Regions from separate parts of the Mus musculus genome. Here region 1 is linked to region 2. The links are chromatin contacts, called in public HiChIP or PLAC-seq maps. All regions are on one chromosome and are shown on one strand. The core of a region is the stretch at or near the end of the contact, and the rest is flanking DNA. Distances in the headings are between cores, read along the strand shown. Region 1 overlaps Yipf1 (Yip1 domain family, member 1). Region 2 holds the start of Pars2 (prolyl-tRNA synthetase (mitochondrial)(putative)).

What was found. HiChIP or PLAC-seq counts read pairs in DNA pulled down with a chosen protein or histone mark.
Region 1: an H3K4me3 HiChIP or PLAC-seq map of pro-B cells shows a contact between it and region 2, with 6 times the contacts expected there. The contact joins the enhancer-like site here to the promoter of Pars2 in region 2. A contact is called at or near these places in 6 of 39 promoter capture datasets (the C10 cell line, the HPC-7 cell line, cranial neural crest and 3 more), 1 of 484 Hi-C or Micro-C datasets (cortical neurons) and 7 of 115 datasets of contacts at active chromatin or transcription factors (T-cell acute lymphoblastic leukemia, embryonic midbrain, embryonic stem cells and 4 more).

What each region holds. Positions count from the first base shown.
Region 1 is chr4:107,347,793-107,352,021 of GRCm38.p6, reverse strand. It overlaps Yipf1 (Yip1 domain family, member 1), which reads right to left. Exons shown (of 10, transcript NM_145550.3): 9 at 1,484-1,608. The coding sequence ends at 1,519. Among named protein-coding and RNA genes, the nearest start is that of Ndc1, 18 kb to the left of the region's middle. Within about 2 kb of position 2,576, at least 23 of the 459 cell types and tissues checked have an H3K27ac peak or open chromatin away from gene starts, as enhancers often do. A contact at or near this core is called in pro-B cells, where this site is marked.
Region 2 is chr4:106,648,057-106,652,381 of GRCm38.p6, reverse strand. It overlaps Pars2 (prolyl-tRNA synthetase (mitochondrial)(putative)), which reads right to left and starts at 1,313. Exons shown (of 2, transcript NM_172272.2): 1 at 1,251-1,313.

The sequences.
Region 1 (4,229 bases), core at 1,327-3,826, 700 kb before region 2:
TTCTCCTCCTATCTGCCCAACAGGCTGGTGAGTACACATCCCCTCTGCCCTGGGAGACAGGACAGCCAATCTTCACAGAGCAGAGTGAAGGCTCTTGTCCCACAACGGGCTCAAGTGTAGTTCCCATACAAACACTTACTGAGTGCTCACTGTATACCAGGCTGTGCGGTGGATGAAGAAATCCACCCCTTGTCTAACCGGGAGTCACACTGATACACAGGGGACAGATGGATGGCTAAATGACTGAACATATTAACAAAGAGGCAGATGGACATACAGACAGTTAGTGCTCTGAGCACAAGAGCATAGTAGACAGAGTGTCAGGGTCACCAGGAAGCTGATGACTGTGGGAAGGGAAGAGCATTCTAGACAACAGAACTGCACTTTATATAGCCTTAGGAGGTGCCACTCACAGCCTTATCTTTTCTTCTTGATATCTTTCAAATGTTCCTCTCAACTGAAGGTTTAATTCCCTTCAGAAAGTGTGTAAACAACACTGACAACACATTTATCTCTGGCTCTCCAGTAGGGAGTGAAAAACAAACTGGGACCTCTTCCATCTTGTTTCATCAACTGAAATAAGGCAGTGTGGTGCAGGACAGAAAAGTCACTAAACATGAAAAAGCTCAACAAAATGCTCAAGTCAAGAACAGACAAAAAAACCCCGCGCGTCCATTCTCGGCCTTCCTTGCTTCCCTTCACCAATGTGTGCTGTCCTATAAAACTAAAATCCAGGTGCAGACCCAGCTATGCTTGGCACAAGGAACCGTAACGGAATCAGTAAGTGTCCCTCCGCACCAAAGTCATCATGGGTGTATGAGAAAGCACTTGCTTAGCTTGTACGGGCCCTGGGTTCAGGTTCAATCCTCGCCCACAGGGAAAGGGGGAAAAGGAAGGCACACTGGACATGATGAGACACACCCACCTGTAACACTAGCATCTGCGGAACCAGAGGCAGGAGGATGAACTAAGTACAAGAGTTCAAGTTCAGGGTCATCCTCAGGTACACGGTGAATTGGAGGCTAGCCTGGGCTATATGAGAACTTGTCAGCCAAAAAAAGGTACTAAGAACATAGAACAGGAGGCAAGGAATAAGTTATGAAACTGGATCTCTCTCTTGCACACTCTAACCCGCTCAGCTAACCATTCACAGAGGAATAACTTCAAAGGCCCTGAGCACATGAAGCACAGAAATCCAGAAGCCTTCAGAGAAATCCAGGGGTCCTTCAAGAGAGGACAACACTGGTTTCAGAGATCAGTCGGAGACGTCACAGAATGCAGAAAAATCACTGAGACAATTAGGATATGGAAGAAATCCTTCTGTGCTACTGGACAGTGTAGTGGGGATAGAGAAGGTGGGTGTGATCACCAGAGCAGGGACTCCCCCCCCACCCCCGCTACCCCAGGGTCTACAAGCTCAGGGTCTAGCCTTTGGTCCCTGATGGTAATGCAGAACTGATGTACCTTCCTATTTGTGACATACCCTGAGAGATGAAATGCCACCACCTGCTTTCCCCATTAGCTGGATTTGGCCGCTGTTACTGTCTGGTTGGGAGTGGTTATAGCTGCTGGGAGGTGGTCCATCTCTGGAGCATCAAAGAAGTAAGCCTGCAGGAAAGGAGACACAGGAGGGAGCCATGTTAATAGTCTCTGGCCCCCCCCCCCCATTATATTTGTTATCACACCAGACTGCAGCCACCTCACTGTGTATCTCCCTGACTCAACCTTTTAAAACTTAGCTCCAGCCAGGCGTGGTGGCGCATGCCTTTAATCCCAGCACTTAGGAGGCAGAAGCAGGCCAATTTCTGAGTTCAAGGCCAGCCTGGTCTACAGAGTGAGTTCCAAGACAGCCAGGGCTACACAGAGAAACCCTGTCTCGAAAAAACAAAACAACAACAACAAAAAACTTAGCTCCACTCACTGGCCATGCTATGTTGCATGCCTGACTCTTCTCAGAGACCTTAAGGGGTTGTACGATGATCTCTCCTGGCAGGTGCAGAAACTGAGGCTCACAGAGACTGTCCCTGGGTAAGTGAGCGTGGCGCATGAGCAGTGGATCCAGGACTCACGCTAGCAATTACTGTGTCACACAGGGGATACAGGGACTGTCTCTGCCTCTACCTCTGCTCTGCCAGCATCTCGGTCTGGCCTGATAGCAAGTAGCCAGATATTTATGGACTGACTTGCTAAACCAGTTAGTTGACTTTCTGCAGAGACCTCGAAAATAAGGTGCTAAGCACACCTCAGTCCCCAGGACTTGAGCTTGAGAATGAAGTGTGTGACAAGAGCTTCCGCTTGTCACTCTTAGCTGCCAGGAACCAGGAGGAGGTGATGGGACAGGGGAGGTGGCAACGAAGATCTTCCCTCCTGCCTTAAGGTCAGAGGACACTAAAGTTAGCACAGAAAAACACCAATCTTGTTAGCCTTGAGCCCCCCCTTCAAAGGGTGTGTGGGAGGGTGAAGCTGTTACTATCCCAAGGGCCACTAGATACACAGGATTCCCTTGGCATGGGTGGCTCAGGAAGATGAAAAGGTAAAAAGCTAAGAACCATTTTCAGCAGCTCTGCCCTTATTAGCCAGAAGAGGGTGCCAACACAACACACTTGGGCTTCCCAGCCTGTTCCAACCTTCATACTTAACAGATCTCTTTAGCTTCTCTTTGCCACCCGCCCCCCCACCCCCACCCCCCAGAAACTCCCTCTAGCTTATCACAGCCCCAGAGCAAACCTAATTTAAAAGTTTCTCTTGCAGCTGTTTCCTGGCACAAAGGAAGGCGATTCCTCTACTTGGGGGTCATGAGTGAGACCGAGGCCATCGTGTCTGCTCCTCAGGAACACTGAATGGGACTACCAGTGAAGGAGTGGCTCTCTTCCAGGCCACTTGAGGAAATGCTCTTCAGGAAGCTATGAGTCTCAGAGCTGAGTGGTCTGCGTTCCCTGTCTGCACTAGTTACTAGCACTGTGCCTCTAGACAGGCTTCTCTACCTCCTCGGTTTTGTCTGCAAAATTGCGGGGTGGTGGTGGAAAAAGTCTCTAAAAGGCTTTTTCTTCTAGCACAGCCAGTGATGTGGCACAGGGTCTGTGCTCAGCTCAGCCCATCCTGAGGCACTGTGGCCAGTAGGCGCCATTTTCCCTGAGCTCAGTGGTAATCATCCAAACGTGGGCTTGCCTGGCTCTCGACAACCCACCAAGGACCCACGCTCTGTGCTTCCTTCGCTGTCCCTGCCAGGTGTGTTCAGTGAAGACCTGGAGATCATTTTCCAGTGCAGTCACCGAGGGACCTCAGCAGATGTGAGGCTGCCACATACATCACTGCTCTGAAACCGAAGCACTAATCCGCGGTTCCCAGGGGAGACAGGGAAAGCCGGGCGAGGCTGTCTGCTTCAGCTGGTGCCCCTCAGCTCGAACAGCTCCCTCGCCAACTCCTCCCACCGCTTTCCAATAATTATAATGTCTTCTGACATTACATGAACAGTTTTCTTTCTCTGTTTTTCCGTATGTGTGTGTCTGTGTATGTTCACCTGTGTGTGGTATATAGGCACACATGTACATGTGTGTGCAGGCCAGAGCATAACCTCAAGTTTATTCCTCTGACACTCTCCTCCTCTTCTTCCTCCACCTCCTCCTTGATAATCACACCAGGTCCCCTCCTCACACGTAGGCTAGGCTGACTAACACTGAGCCTCACCTGTCTCCATCTCCCCAATTCTGGAGTTACAAGCATGCACCATGCTCAGCTCTTTTTATGTGGGTTCTGGAGACCGAACTAGAGTCCTCTGAAAGCACTTTACCAGCTGAGCTGTCCTCCCAGTAAACCCCTGCTCATAAGTCAAGGTGTTGCTTTTATACCTCTGAAGGGCCTGCAACTCACTATGAGACCCAGGTGGGCCATAAACTTGTGGAAACCTTCTTGCCTCAGCCTCCTGAGAACAGAGATGACAGATGAGAGACACCTGACACAGCTAACCTGTCATAATTTTCATGCTGCAAACCTTATCCAAACCTTCCAAGAGGACAGACGGTGCTACGATGTGCATGGTCAGTCCCTTTATCTTAGGAAAGAGAAAGGCGGCCAGAGTAATAACCAAAGCTTGGGTGTGGGAGCTGGAGGGACCCCGGCTTCCTCTATAACCAAAGCATGGATGTGGGAGCTGGACAGGACCCCCAGCTTCCTCTATTACCAAAGTGTGGGTGTGGGAGCTGGAGGGACCCCCGGCTTCCTCTATAACC
Region 2 (4,325 bases), core at 64-2,563:
CAGTATTGCTAGGCGCTGAGGCATATTTGTAATCCCAGCACTTGGGAGCCAGAGGTAAGAGAATCAGCTAGGTTTGCACATCTGAGTTCCAGGACATCGGAGGAAATGAAAATCTGCCGCAACAAAAAAGTCAATATTGTTTTAACTGCTCCTCTCACCCACCACACATTCCTGGTCAGTTTGCATCTTCACTGTCCAAACTGTTGAATTTCTGACCTATATATTCTCCCATCTTTGGAGAACATAGTACACGCTATTTGAAACTTAGTGAGGCAGAATCTCTTCAGACAATGGTGCCCCTGCAGATCTGAGTATCACCCTGCAAAGCACCCTCTGGCCAAACCAGAAACCTGCCCTCATCTACTCTGCTCCACAGTACTGTCACAGTTTTTAGTCCTCTGGCCCAGCCTGCTCCACCTGACCAGCCTGCACCTCAGTTCAAGATACCATCATCCGTGACTGTTAAAACAGTCTCTACTGGCCTCCTTGCATTCCTTACACTTTCAACTTAACACAGGCATTGGTAATGACAGTTTCTTGCTGCCTTTCGAGTGTACCGCAGATCTCACCTGTAAGAGGCCTTTTCCCTGCCTTCGCCCTATTTCAGGTACACAGTACATGAACACACACACGATCCAGTCAGGAAAACTGCACACAGTGTGCTTGCAATGCCTAGTGCCCTAAAGGTTTGTGTATTATGATGCCCAATTCATAGGCTCTGAGATGGATCATAGGGTCATAGGCTCTGATTTGTGTCAGGTGACATCAAAAGGCCCATGGCCATTCTGGATTGCGGGAATTTGCCTCCAAATACCACCAACGTCAGCGCAGCATACAACAGCGATGAAACTTCCAACCCCTGCTCTATCTTGGCCTTTACGAGGAGTGAGCGTACTGCGGTCACTTCATTCCTCTTTAGAACCCTAAGGCGGCTGAGCCACCAGGTCATCCCCGGGACCGGTCCAAAATGGGCCCTTTTAGGAACTCTGTGCCTCTAAGTAAGGGCCACGCAAGGATAACTAGGGCGGAAGTGTTGCTCTCAAACAGCGGGGGTGGAGATGGGGAAAGGTGAACTGCAACCGAGCACACGACTATCCAATAGCCTGTGGCGACTGAGAGGATGCACGCGAGACAGCAGACACCAGATCGTGGGTGCGCGTGCCCAGAAACTGTCCCTAGATTCGCTGGGCCCTTCCTAGCCACCCTCCAAGTCCAGCGGCCACCGATGCTCACCAGCAGCAACTCAATACCTGAGTCGGGCGCTCTTCAGTCACGCAAAGCCAGTGCGCCTGCGCCGACATGGCCGGAGCCTCGCCCCCTGTGTTTCTCACCAATCGGAAAGCCGCACTCACGGGAGGGGGCGGGATGCTCCGGTCCCACGCTCTGGAGAGAGGCTGGAGAGGTTTTCCGGAAAGCAAACCAAAGAGCCTCGCTCTCCCGCCAAGATTCCGGAAGTGCCCTCTAGGAATTAGCAAGGTTCAACTCTATGATCAAACCTTACTTTAAAGGATTTGAGTCCTGTTTTTACCGCCCACTGCTAGGCCCGGTCTATGTGGAGAGCAGGTTCATTGACAATAGCTATGTTTCAAATCTACGCTATGATTGAACAAGCCACAATTTAAATGAGTTTAAAACTATGAAACACTTGCATAAGGTCACCTGTATTACAATAGCCAAGGAAGTCTTTTTAAAAAATTTTATGAAGCAGAGATGGGGTTTAATAAAGACATTTTAATATAGGCTGAAGCACTAGGCTTAAAAGCACCAGGGGAACTGGAGAGCACGGATGTGGCTTCTCAAAGGCGAGTGTCCCTGAGTCTTGAAGATGCGACTTGAAACATTCGTTGCTGTGCTGGTTAACAACCACTGCTGTGCTTCAGAGAACCAGTGTTCGGTTCTCAGCACCCACAATCACTGAAACGCCAGCTCCAGGGAACTCCAAAACCTTCTGACCACTGAGGATACCCACCTCCACTCCCACACAAACTCACACACACATACAATGAGGCTGGGTCTTTTCTTCATTTACAAGATGTATATGTACATGGTTTACATAAGTGTGTTATGTGGTATGTTTGTATGTGTGTAGGAACACATATACACGTGTGAACTAGTGTGTGAAGGCCCAAAGCTTTCATAGGTGTTTCTCATCCATCTCTACCTTATACACTGAGGCTCTGAACCCCCTCTTCATGTTTCATGGCACCCACTTTACCTGATGAGCTGTCTCCCCAGCCCTCACAAAATAGTTTATGAATAATTACATAGTACACGCTACTGCTGCAGCTGTGGGGAAGCAGAGAATGGGGAAAACAGCTCCCAACATTCATGTTAGAAGTGATGGCCTGTAAGCTGACACAGTCAAACTTCAGCCGACCAAGTGTCTTAGTCTGCTTTCAGTGGCTGTGAGAAAGATAACAACCAAAAGCAACTTGGGGAGGAAAGGGTTTGTTTTAGCTTATGAGTTACCGTCCATCCCTGGGGTGGGGGTGGGTAGCGAGGAGTCAAGTCTCAGGACAGGAACCTGGAGACAGGAATTGAAGCAAACACCACTGAGAAATACCGCTTACTGGCTTGTTCCTCATGGCTTGCTCAGCCGGCCTTCTTGTACAACCCTGGAGCACATGTGCAAGGGTGGCACCTCCCACAATGCACTGGGCCCTCCCATGTCGGTCATTAATCAAGAAGACTGGCCTGCAGTGGAGCCTCATGGGGACAGTTTCCTAACTGAGGTTCCTCTTCCCAGATGACCCTAGCTGTGTCAAGCTGACAAAAACAAACAAACAAACAAATAAATAAAAAGCAGACAGTAGGGAAGTGGGGCAGTAAAGACTCAGAAACCAAGACAAAACCGGATTTTGATAAAATTAATTTTTAAAAATTACCACAAAAAAATCCATAGAAAGAAAAAGTAAGTTGCCGGTCAGAGGGTGTTAAATGTTCTGAAGACAATTTAACTTAAAAAAACAAAACAAAACAAAAATGGGGTAGGGAGCTGAATGGTGCATAGGGTGCCCACGGAAAGCCACCATGAGTGTGGCATTTTAGCAAAGACCTGAAGAAGGAGACCGTGTAGCTGTCTGAGGGAGAATGTTGCAGGCTTGAAACAGAGTGGAGAGGGCCCTGAGGAGGAGCTGCCTTCCAGTTAGCCTATTCAACAACAACCACACTTTCTAAACTGCCTTAAGAGTGCTGTACCCCTTGGCAAGACCAGACAACTGTGACAGTGACACAAACTGCTCTCAGCTCCCCCGGAGCTTCCCGAACAGCCTGTGATCTGCAGCAACACTGGGGTTCAGGGAAGCCCTGTAGGAGTCCAGGAGAGTGGGAGCTTTACTGAGGAAATTGTCTTTACCTGGGAGAAGAATGGGTCTGGCAGGCAGAGGGACCAGACACTCAGAGGCCTGGAGCAGAGTGAGATGACAGGGGTGACAGGTAGGTGGTGGGGCTGCATCATTATTTCTCACAACTCCTGGTGTTACCAGAATTATAAAGGGCCAGAACCCAGGTCCCCCAAACCTCAATAAGCCAGATCTGACCGCCTGTCTTCAACAAGCTAGGAGTAGGAGCTAGACGCCCTGGGAAGCAGACAGATAGCGGGAGGGGCCTTGGCTAGCTGAACTTCCCAAATGGCCAGCTTCATTCATTCTCTGCTTCCTGAATTGAGGCAAAAGCTGAGTAGCTCAAAACAAATGAAGACCTTGTTGGCTTTTGTCTCTCACCAGCAGGCTACATGGTGTTAAATTGACTCAACGAGTCACAGGCCTGTTCAGGACATGTCACACAACACCTGGCTAATCAACCATCCTTGCCTTCCTCAAACCGACCAACCCTAGGTTGAGGGAGGAAACCTCTTTATAGGCTTTAAAAGGCTAACCCGAGTCTGGCTTTTCAGCTTCCCCAGTCTCCCTTCTGCTTTGCACAGGGTCTTTCTCTCTGTGTGTCTGCTGCACATACCTGTTGCCTCAGCAGTAAATGCTGGTCTCCAGCTGCCAATTCTAGCTGAGGTCCTTGAGGTTTCTCAGATGCCCTTGTTGAGCTTAAGATTTTTCCTGCCTTTTAACTCTTTAACCGGCAGAGAAAAGAAACCCAGGCAGGACCTCTAGACTGTATCAATCCAAGACCCCTAGACTGCATCAAAGCTGTCCATCACTGTCTCCACTCTAGCCTGACCTGAAGGGTGAGCTGACAAATTGCAATCCACTTCCAGGAGACAGCCTTCTGGGTGGCTCAGACTTTAGTCTTTTCCTTCCCCTTGGTGTGAAATGCCTGGAAGAATTCTAATTTCTTAGGGGTGCACTGTTTCCATAGCCAAAGAGAGGAAC